2 separate regions of the Hordeum vulgare genome follow, and region 1 is linked to region 2. The links are chromatin contacts, called in public Hi-C maps. All regions are on one chromosome and are shown on one strand. Each heading gives the region's core, a stretch centred on a gene start, on an enhancer-like site or on the middle of the called end of the contact. The rest is flanking DNA. Distances are from core to core; before and after follow the strand shown.

What was found. A called contact is a pair of places that touch in the nucleus more often than the background predicts.
Region 1: a Hi-C map of leaf shows a contact between it and region 2, with 5 times the contacts expected there. The contact joins the promoter of LOC123452609 here to the promoter of LOC123452607 in region 2. A contact is called at or near these places in 3 of 6 Hi-C or Micro-C datasets (leaf and seedling) and 1 of 1 datasets of contacts at active chromatin or transcription factors (embryo).

What each region holds. Positions count from the first base shown.
Region 1 is chr5H:543,299,095-543,304,410 of MorexV3_pseudomolecules_assembly, reverse strand. It overlaps LOC123452609 (probable glutamate carboxypeptidase PLA3), which reads right to left and starts at 3,999. Exons shown (of 10, transcript XM_045129292.1): 1 at 3,040-3,999; 2 at 1,586-1,828; 3 at 519-671; 4 at 169-237. The coding sequence starts at 3,984.
Region 2 is chr5H:543,068,625-543,073,771 of MorexV3_pseudomolecules_assembly, reverse strand. LOC123452607 (myosin-binding protein 7-like) reads left to right here and starts at 2,724. Exons shown (of 3, transcript XM_045129286.1): 1 at 2,724-4,153. The coding sequence starts at 3,209.

The DNA.
Region 1 (5,316 bases), core at 2,750-5,249, 230 kb before region 2:
ATGGCCAAAGTTAACTTGCATGCAAAGGACAAGCTGTCACCTCTATGTGGCTCTGCTTAAAAACTCTCATTTGACTTTTAACCATTTTAGAGTAACTAGAGACAAACATCGAATTGCAGTCGAACCACAATACTATGTACAGGAGGAAAATAAAATAAAAAGTCTTACATTGATGCCGCCATTCATTGTACTCCATGTATCATGAACTGTCTTTCCTTCAACATCTGGATCCTTTACCTGGAAACAGAAGGTTTGAAATAGAATAAACCTCATGTGCTCATTCCAATTCTTCGATACCACAGCGACACTGATGCCATAATGATATTTGCTAGATAATGATAGTTAAGTTAACTAGTTTCAATCATATACGAGAAACAGGTCAGGTAATAACAAAGCTTTTTATTAACAGAACCATGTGGGTATCACTAGATAAAAGTGAAATTATTTTCAACAGAAGACCAAACCACATTCTTTTACCAGCCCAGAGAAGAATGCAAGAATAAAACAATTTCTTTTACCTGTCTTGTAACATCGATCAAGAGCTTATCCAACTGGGGAGTAGAACCAGCGAAAAGCCCCATGCCTTGCACAGCACAATCAACATTCAAGTAAGCTACAGCTTTGGATTGCAGATCTCCAAGGTTCTCTTCGACCCATTCAGTTGACCCGATCTGGAAAAAAGAACCTTCAAAATATAGAAAAAGCAATGTAGCAAAATATAAATGAGTCTTGGGAGTTGTAATACATGACAAAAAAAATCAAGGAAAAAAAATCTTTTGCTCAGAATTCTGAACAGCCTAAAACTAGATAGCGCATACAAACTTCATGTGGTTATGATGTTGCTATCAATAAAATCCAGAAAATGATTTGCAAATGATCCAATATAAAAAATCTATAAAACTTAACATCTGCATTATACTTTTTTTTTGAACCAACACCTGCCTTATTCTGGTCTTTTGAACTGTAAGTACTACTCCCTCCGTTCCTAAATATAAGTCTTTTTAGAGATTTATATAGACATACCTTAGAGTACAAATTCACTCATTTTGCTCCGTATGTAGTCTGTAGTGGAATCTCTAAAAAGACATACCTTATATTTAGGAACGGAGGGAGTACAAATCATGGCACTATTGACAGCTGCATAATCACCCAACTATTTTGCAGGAAAAAAACATGTGCACTTGTTGAGAATGTAGGTCCACAATTATTGCCAACCGCAACCAGTTTAGCACCTTATTCTGATATTCTGAATTGTAACTACCAGAGACATGGCACTATTGACCGCCACATAATCGCATGATAATTTTTGTAACTTAGAGATACATTTATTGACATTTGAAGTCAATGCCGCTTCATATTTGTGCCAACCAGTTTACCACCTTATGTATTTTGGTACAAATGAGCAACATGTCTTAACTCTAGAGTTCTAGTGTAGTCTCAAATTTGGGGTAGGGGAGGACACATGCCCCCTCAGGTTAGCGCATGCATTCGACGATAACATATATCATGTTTGTAATAACGAGCATTTCATATATCATGTTTTTAGTAACAGGCATTTTCTCATCTTCTGTCGATACAGACTTACCATTCCAAACTCTTCAGCGTCCCAACTACTAAGAATGATAGTCCTCCGTGGTGTCCAACCTGACCGCAGCATTATTCCAAGACGGCAAGCAACATCAAGAAGCGCAGCCGTCCCACTATTAGGATCAACTGCTCCATAAGTCCATGCATCTCGGTGGTTCCCAAGGATCACATAGCGATCGGGTTCTTGGTATCCTTTTATGATGGCAAAAATATCCTTTATCGTAGCCATCTTCCTGTCCTCCTTGAAAACAGAAATGAGAAGACCGTTTTTTAAGAATTTAAAGCCACCATGAGCTTGAATGTTGTCTATAAAGTACAACTACTTGACAGGGCATGCAAGAATGCAAAGCTCTAAAGAAAAGAAAATACGTATGAATGCACGATAATTATGTGGCCTTTTGTTTGTCCAATACTCAAATCACCCTGAAATGCTTTATTTCTGTCTGTAATGAAAAGACTTATGCTTGCTTATGCGCTATTTGTTAAGCTGCACTCCCTGAGTTTGCCTAAGTGTGTTTGATGTAGTCGTTTGGTTGTTTTCGTCCTAGCTGGTTTGATGTTATGTAAGACTCTGTTTGCTTCGTTTTGAATAAAAATGGGGCAGGGGGGAAACCCCTTTCGTTCAAAAAAAAATACTCAAATCACCTGGTCCACACCCGAATAATGACAAAGCGGTGTACAGCAATAGAACAAAGTCACCCAAAGAAGCGTGTGTAGCACTTACAACCCAAATGTTCTGTCATTTTTCATACTCAAATTACTTCGCGATATTGCCAAAAAAAAAAAATCTCCCTTCACAAATTACAATCCTTATTTTGAGAGCGCGAAGGGACTAAGGATGTTATGCAACCATTAGAAAGGGAAGCAAAAAAGTACAATGCTATACACTGGGAACAGTTAGTGTCTTGCGAATGCAGGAGAGCAAAGGTGTGAAAAATGTGGGCAGACAGTGAAACACATCTTAATTCATCACAGCCACGCCTGCATTGTGCAACAAGGACTGCAAAATTATCTGCCTTTCGTGAATAAAGTGAAGGAGTGCATAGCAAAAGGTAGGATCCAAGATGCAGGCCCCTTCACCCTGTATCCGTAACAGTAAAATCTTCAGAAAGCCACCCGGTCTGTCCAAGCAGGCAGCAAAAACTACCTGGTGGCGCACTAAACACCAAACAGAGCCGCTATTTGGCAGAGTCTTGCTCACCATGGAAAAGGATGAAAAGATGCAAGAGGACCACTGGAACCAAAATAATTGAGTCGACAACGACATGGGTCACTGTAATTCAACCTCAAAACATGGATCAAATAAACAGACTATCTATGGAAACCCCAAAATTCAGGATTTGAGGCGGTCAGTCAGAGCACTAGTCCACGGAATTCCCAGCTTTTGCGTCCTTCTTGTCCTGTACATGGGGACAGCAAAATACCAAACGAGTTGTGGATATGTATACGTACTTGATAGGTGAAGTTGACCAACGTGGGGCCTGGTCCGACGCCGCCGGCGTGGCCCTCCAGCCCGAGCCCGAGCCCGAGCCCCGCGCGCCACTCCGGCGGCAAGGCCGGCCCGCCCAGGCTCCGCACGATGGCCGCGGCCGTGTCGGCCGAGACCGGCATGGACGGGATCGTCGGGAACCGCCGCCTGACCGCCTCGTGGTCAAACCCTAGCCGCTCCGCGCCGTCGGCCGCGGCCCAGCCGGGCGTGAGCGGGTCGCCGGGGCCGCCGAGCAGGACCGCTCCCCTCTCGACGCCGCCGTCCGCGTGGCCGGCGATGAGCACTGCGACGGCGCCCTTCCCCGCGGCGCGTGCCACCACCCCGCCGCGGTACCCGCCCCCGCGGATTGCAACGGCGACGCGGCCGCGGAGGGACACCCCGAGCCGGTCGAGCGCGGCGAGGTCCTCCTCGCGGCCCAGGTTGACGAACACCGCCTCGGCCACGGCCGCGCCGGAGGGAGCGTACGCGTGGTAGGGCCGCACGACGCGGCGGCCCGGGTCCGCGGGCTCGTCAGTCGAGAGGCGCGCCAGCAGGGAGCGGTCGGCGGCGAGCAGCGCGAGGGAGGCGTGCGCCCGGTACGAGAGCAGCGGCGCGTACTCGCGGGTGAGCGTGCGGAGTCCCGCGGCGCGGAACCGCGCGTGCACGTGCGCGGCCACGCCCGCCGCCCCGGGCGTCCCCGCGAGGTGCGGCCCGGCCGTGAGCGCGCGCAGGTCGGCGGCGATGCTGGCGTTGGCCCCGGGGGAGAGCGAGAGGAACAGCGCGGCGGGGTCGGCGCCGGAGCGGGCCCCCGGCGGGCGGCCGTGGAGCACGAGAAGGGAGACGAGGAGCAGCAGGCCGAAGGGCAGGAGGACGCGCGCGAGGCGGAGCGGCTGCGGCGGCGAGGAAGGCGACGAGGAGGGGTGCGGCATTTCGCGGCGGCTGGGCGCGTGGGGGCTCGGAGTGTCAGCGCGCCCACCACCCGTGCGCGGCTTTTACGGCCATGGAAAGGTGGCCGTTACCAAGTTTAGTGCGTAGCACGCTGTACTGTGTACTCTACTCTACCACGGTCCTATACGTACGTTATGGATGGGATTTGGGAAGATGCGCAGCATGGCATGCTCGCTCTCGCGTCTCGCCATTGCCGTTTCTGCACGCTGTACGCTGCATGTACGAGTACTAGGCTTTACTACGAGCCGAGGGAGCGGGGTCCCGGGGGTGAGCTTCCACTGGGAGGCAGCAAGTGCCGGCGGCGGGGCCGGCTGCGTCGCGCTGATTGGCGGGCTGGGGCGGTGCGCGGCGCACCTCCACCCACCAGCGCTCCGTATTTGCGACGTGCCGACTGCCGAGAAAGGCCGGCCACAGGCAGAGGACAGGGACCGGCGCACCTGTGGGCTGTGGGCTGTGGCGGATCGGTGCGTTTGGACTGCCGGATTTTCTCTCGCTCCTTGCCTGGATGGAAGAATGGGACGTGTTTGATGGAGCTTTATGTCACTCATCACTTGGGATGGGACTCTAGCTAGCAGAGACTGCCAAGTGAGCAGTTGTCGTTTACTGCTCTGTTTAATCCGGTGTCTCATGTTGTTTACTCCTATTATACTTATATTTGTTCCCCGCAAAAAAATATTTATATTTGCTCCTAGTTATATTTGTTTGTGTGTGTCTTAACACGGTACAGTTGAAGTCCCTCCCTATCCTTATAAATGAACGTACATCTTTGTAAATGTAGTTGATGGAATTGTCTTCTTCTACTGAACACACATCGTTCAAAGATCTGAAATAAATTTAGAATAATATAAGTATCAAAGGCTGAGACACAGTTATGGTCTCAGTGAGCTGCGGATACACAGTAGCTGAATGAATCTTTACCTAATAATAAAGAGGCTATAGCTTCTGTCGGAAAACCCATCGAGGTGATTTTACAAAAAAGCCCTTACTGTTTATGACATTAAACTCGTAGTATATATTAAATATTTTTTTTAAATACTCATATCTTTTAAACCGTAACTTCAAATTTAACATATTATACATGGAATTTGATTAGAAAAATATGTAGAATTTAAATATGATATTATTTTATCTGTTAAACGTTTAATAAAAATACTATCTAGGGTGCAATCTTAATAAATAAGTCATTATTCGTCTTTCTTTCATACCGGTACTCATCCGGGTTGGGAATGAACACGTCAACAAAATCAGGATTAGAGATGAAACTGAAGGTCACTTGACTGATTCTTTGTACATATTAAATCTACATACAAGCC
Region 2 (5,147 bases), core at 1,475-3,974:
CCCCCTTTAATACAGCTCCAGGAGCAACCTTGTACTACAAATATACATCATATACATACATGTAGGAGTAGGGGTATTATCTCTCAGGAGAGCCCCGAACCTGGGTAAACCACCGTGTGCTACTACCCTATCCCGTCCCGGATCCTCCACGACAGCCTTGCTCTCACCTCGATTAGCCATACCATGGCATCTACTGTCAGGGTACCCCCTATGAGAAAACGACGACAATGATTGACGTTGCAACTCCTGAAACTCTGAACCTGAGTGTTGTTGATGTTTGTGAGATTGAGAAACTGTTGATCAACAGTGCCTGCCATGTGTTTGAGTGAATGCTAGAGGGGTCAAAGCAATTCTACTTGAGTTGAAATTTTTTGGGGTGGTCTCTCATTGTCCCCTGGTGCTGCATGAATTTTTTCAGAATTTTAGAAAATAGTTAAGTCAGATTTTAAACAAAAATAGAGAATTCTGGTCAAACTTAGGTCAAACAAAATTTGAAATACTCAAACTGTCAACCAGAATATTCTTCGTGAAATGAGTTGAGGTTACTTAGATCTACCAAGGATAGGAATTTGGGGATCAGAAACCCAAGGAAAATATGAGTTCCTTTGCAAAAATCCTAGGGTCAAAACTGATTACAGAAAACATTTTTGGTTAGAATAAAATATGAAAAATTGTTAAACCTTCTCAAAACTTTGGGAAATCATTTTTGGAGGTTGTGAAGATGTTAGTGAAGTGCCATGGTCAAGAAATCAGAGGAGGGTGGAGATAACCAAATTTTTGAAGTAGAGTAGGTTTGGTAAAAGCTTGGCTATTCCTTTAATATGAATTTAAAATGACATAAAGGTTTTCTTTGAGTCAAAACTTTTAGCAAGGACATACTAGGAGAAATTCCTCCAACAAGAGTTGCTATTGGATAACTTTAAAAGATTTTCTCAAGAGAGAATTTTTCAAAAGATCCCAAAGACCCTTTCCAAAAGAAGCAATTGTTCTTGATTCAAAATAATGAGGTCAGGGAAAAACCAAATTAAAAATTTAAGGATGTTACAACACCTACCCCCTTAAGAAAAATCTCGTCCCCGAGATTTTAGATAGTCCTCAAGCAGTGGTGGTTGTTCCTTTCTCAAGAAGTCCTCCCTTTCCCAAGTAGCCTCATCCTCTAAATGGTTGTTCCACTGTACCCTGAATAACTTGGTGACTTTCTGACATGGTTTCCTTTCTGCTCCCCGTCTTCTTCTCCGACGAGCACCCTCGAAGACTACCACCGAACCAGTGTCCTCCCCTCGATTTCCCCTCTCTCAACTGCTCCATGGTGAATGGAGCTGCAATGGGCATGGCCGGCGAAGTTGCATCCATGACCGAAGGCGTAATTTACTACATGCTTCAATCGGCATTGAAATTTGCTACAACGGGCACTGTATTTTGCTACCACCGGTGTCGCATTGTGCTACATCGCACATGGCTTCGCAATTTTTGCTACAATTGGTGTTTCATTTTGCTACAACCTGCATAACGTTTTGCTACATCCATCACGGCTGAGCTTCGACCCGTGAAGGCGAAACCATGCTCGTTTTTGTTGCAATAGTTGACAAAAAAAGTTGCAACGATATATGAAAAATATTTCAACGGTATATGAAAAATGTTTCAACAGAAAAAGCTTCAACGATATTTTGCTACATGCATCGTTGCGGAGCTGGGACCGACGACGAGGGGGCGTCAACCAGGGATGACCGACGGTGAGAGAAGATGAGGAGGCGAGGCGTGGGGTGTAGCGTGTGCGTGGGTGACACCCTCCTTTTTCTCTCTTTCTTCCTTGTGGGAGGTTGAAGATGGGATGCAAAAGAGAAGGGGGAGATCTGACGGCTACGCGAGTGCAAATCGAATGGATCTAGGTTGACCGGTTGAAATAAAATGAATGAACATATGAAAAAATAAATAAAAAATATGACTATACAGACGAAAAAAAGTTTAAAATAAACACATTTAATCATTGATTGGATACATCTATGATCGTTTGAAGGATCGCGTTTGTCAAGTCCGCTCTCCATGATTAGGACTTGCTCCGCCGACAAAAATAGGACAAGACATGCCACGAGGAAGCTGAAGCCACCACCGATCTCGCTAAACTTTCACGTGCACGTCCAATGACGCCACGAGCCATGTCCGTACTTGTCCCACAGGCTACGCCATTGACCTCTGCGGCTCTACCTCTCTTTTACCATTGACCCCTGCCCTTGAGGACCGAACCTTGACCCGAATGGCCGGATCAGGAAACGTGAGCTGCCGGCAGCCGCCGCCGCGGCGCTGCCCGTGCCATTTCTTTCCGTCGACCTAACCTGTTTCCGGCGAACAACAAAAAAATAAAAATCGTGTGGCCAGGCCAGGACAGATAGTTCGCAACACGTAATAAAAGCCGTAGCAGTGCATCTCAATCTCAAAATAAATAGAAAGAATCCGCAGGAGTGGCGGCACATCGTCGACGAACACCCTCTGCACGATTCCCACGGTTAGTGGCGGCGCACGTCGTAGCAGTGCGGCCATATATGCCACTGGCCCGAATCACACAACTCCAAGTTCCATTTTTGTGATTCCAAAAAGAAGTTCCTTTCTTGTTGCTTATATTTTTTCTGGGAGAAGTTACTTTTCTGTTGTCGTCGAGAGAAACACCACACGGTCCACAAGCCGGCGACGCCCACAACTGCACGATCCACAAGGCAGCGCGCGCCTTTTATCTTTCCTCTTCCTCCTGCTCTTCTTCTCACTCACTCTAGATTAAATCAAATCAAATCGTGAGCGACGGCGGCTTCATTCTTTTTACGGTGTCTTTCCGCGCGGGCGACGTGGAAAGCTCACCGGCGTGATGCGACGATGATGCCGCTGCCGCCCACCTGTTTATTCCCAGCTGCCTTAATCTAATCTGCCGCCACCACTATCCGGATCATTTCATCCCCGATCGGACGAATTATTGAGCGCTGTCGCTGCCGCTGGCCTATTCCAGCCTAGCTCAGCTCATCTCAGCTCGCGTCGCGTCCAACTCACGCCACCCCACCACTGCCCGCCTTTCCCCTCCACTTGCCCGTCGAAAGGGACCTTCGCCGGCCGTCCGGTCCCACCCACGGCGGCCGCGGTGACGCCACCGGCGGCGGGGGGCGGGATCCGGGGCTGGGGATCGGCGGATCCCGCGGGGGCGGGGCACATACATGCTTCCCCCATGGACCAGCTCGCCCTCCCCTCCTCGTCCTGCTCCCCGCAGGAGCAGCGCCGCTCGGTGAAGCGCCGCCCGCCGCCCGCGGGCTCCCCGGAGCCGTCGCCGAGGGCGGGCGCGGGCCCGGCGGAGCTGCTCCGCCGGGTGGAGGAGCTGGAGGCGGAGGCGAGGCGGCTGGCGATGGAGAAGGAGGCGGCCGAGGAGTCGGCGCTGGGCCTGCAGGGCGAGCTGGAGGCCGAGCGGGCCTCGGCCGAGACGGCGGCCAGCGAGGCCATGCTCATGATCGAGCGCCTGCAGCGCGAGAAGGCCGCGGCCCAGATGGAGGCCCGCCAGTTCCGCCGCTACGCCGAGGGCCGCGCCGACCACGAGCGCGAGGTGCAGGAGGAGCTCGCCTCCCTCTCCGACCTCGCCGCCTCCTACCACTCCCGCCTCCAGTCCCACGGGATCGACCCCGACACCTTCTCCGACGAGGAGGACGAGGAGCTCTACGAGGAGCAGCGCGGCCACGCGGACCAGATCGATCTGGTCGCGCCCGAGGCCGAGGGGGACGGCGCCGACCTTTTAATCGCCAGTGCTAATGGCATGGAGGTGAAAGCCATGGTCGAGGAGCAAGAGCAAGAGCAGTCCACTACCCCTGTCGAGAAAGAGTTTGAGTACACGGTGGATGTCAGGTGCGCGAGCCCGACGATGGCGGCCGTTGCCGTGGTGGGGGAGTACGTCGGGGATGTAGCAGGCAATGCAGGGGGTTTGTATGCGAGGGTGGAGGCGCTGGAGGCGGACAGAGCGGCAATGCATAGAGAGATTGCGGCGCTGCGGGCGGAGAGAGCACAGTTGGTCATGGCAAGGGAGATGGCTCGCCGACTCTGCTGGGAAGTGGTTTCTGAGAAGAAAAGCATTGCTAAGCAGGCTCTTGTCCCGGCCAAGAGATTCTCGGCGTTGGGAATTTGCAAGGTATAATCGAGTTCGCTCAACATTGGTCATTATTAGTAAGCTTGTAATTTCATTATGCATTAGCAAACATCATCCGTGCATTTGGTAATCTCATCAGGTATTGTTTTGTTAGTTAAAGGTTTTGGTGCTAAATTTGGAGCCTGGCACATTTGTCGAATTTAGTTGCGCCGCATGTGATTGATGGATTTAGTTTGGGGGATTTTGGTTCTGCTTAGCATGAAATGCATTGCATATCTCGGCTGGGTGCGGAACTGAATCAGAATTTTGACATTTCTTATACTTTGTAAAACGAACTGAATTTTTTATTTCTTTTGAATTGAAGCAGCAAGGTACCAGTTAGTACTCTGAACTATTTGCAGGGTGCTGATTATTTGCCATTGTTTCTTTATTAAGTTGATGCCATCTGATGTGTTTATAAGCGATTCAACATTTGCAGCTAGATTGAGTGCATGAACTTGCTTGGTAGGTGTGATTATCAGCTTGTGTGCTCTTTGTTGTTAACACAAACTTGATGTTTGTTCAAACTTTGAGTTGACAATTTAGTGACTGAGCAGAAAAGCACTTCTCATCTGGTGGATTCATTTTTAGTTACTTCATACATTTGGGAGAATGCATTAGCACTATGCGCTTAAGGTGCTAATTTTAGTACACCGGAGAGTCGCACATTTGTAAAATAGTTGCATTGCATGTGATTAATATATTAGTGGAATATTTTGGTGGTGGCCTAGATTTAATGGGATTTTGCAAGTATGGCTGCGTGGTAGATAAAACTAGATAAATGACATTACTGTGATATATTTTTTATATCAATATGGTGTGTGTTTGGTCAAAGTTAATATACCATCCTCAATGTTTCTAGTACAAAACTGTTGCTTGAGATGCCTAAATGGTGTGTCACAGAAATTATATTATTCTCCCTTGTATGCATATAATACACTTCAGTAGAAATACATTCTCGCCAATAATAACCGAAATTTAAATGACAATTACTCCC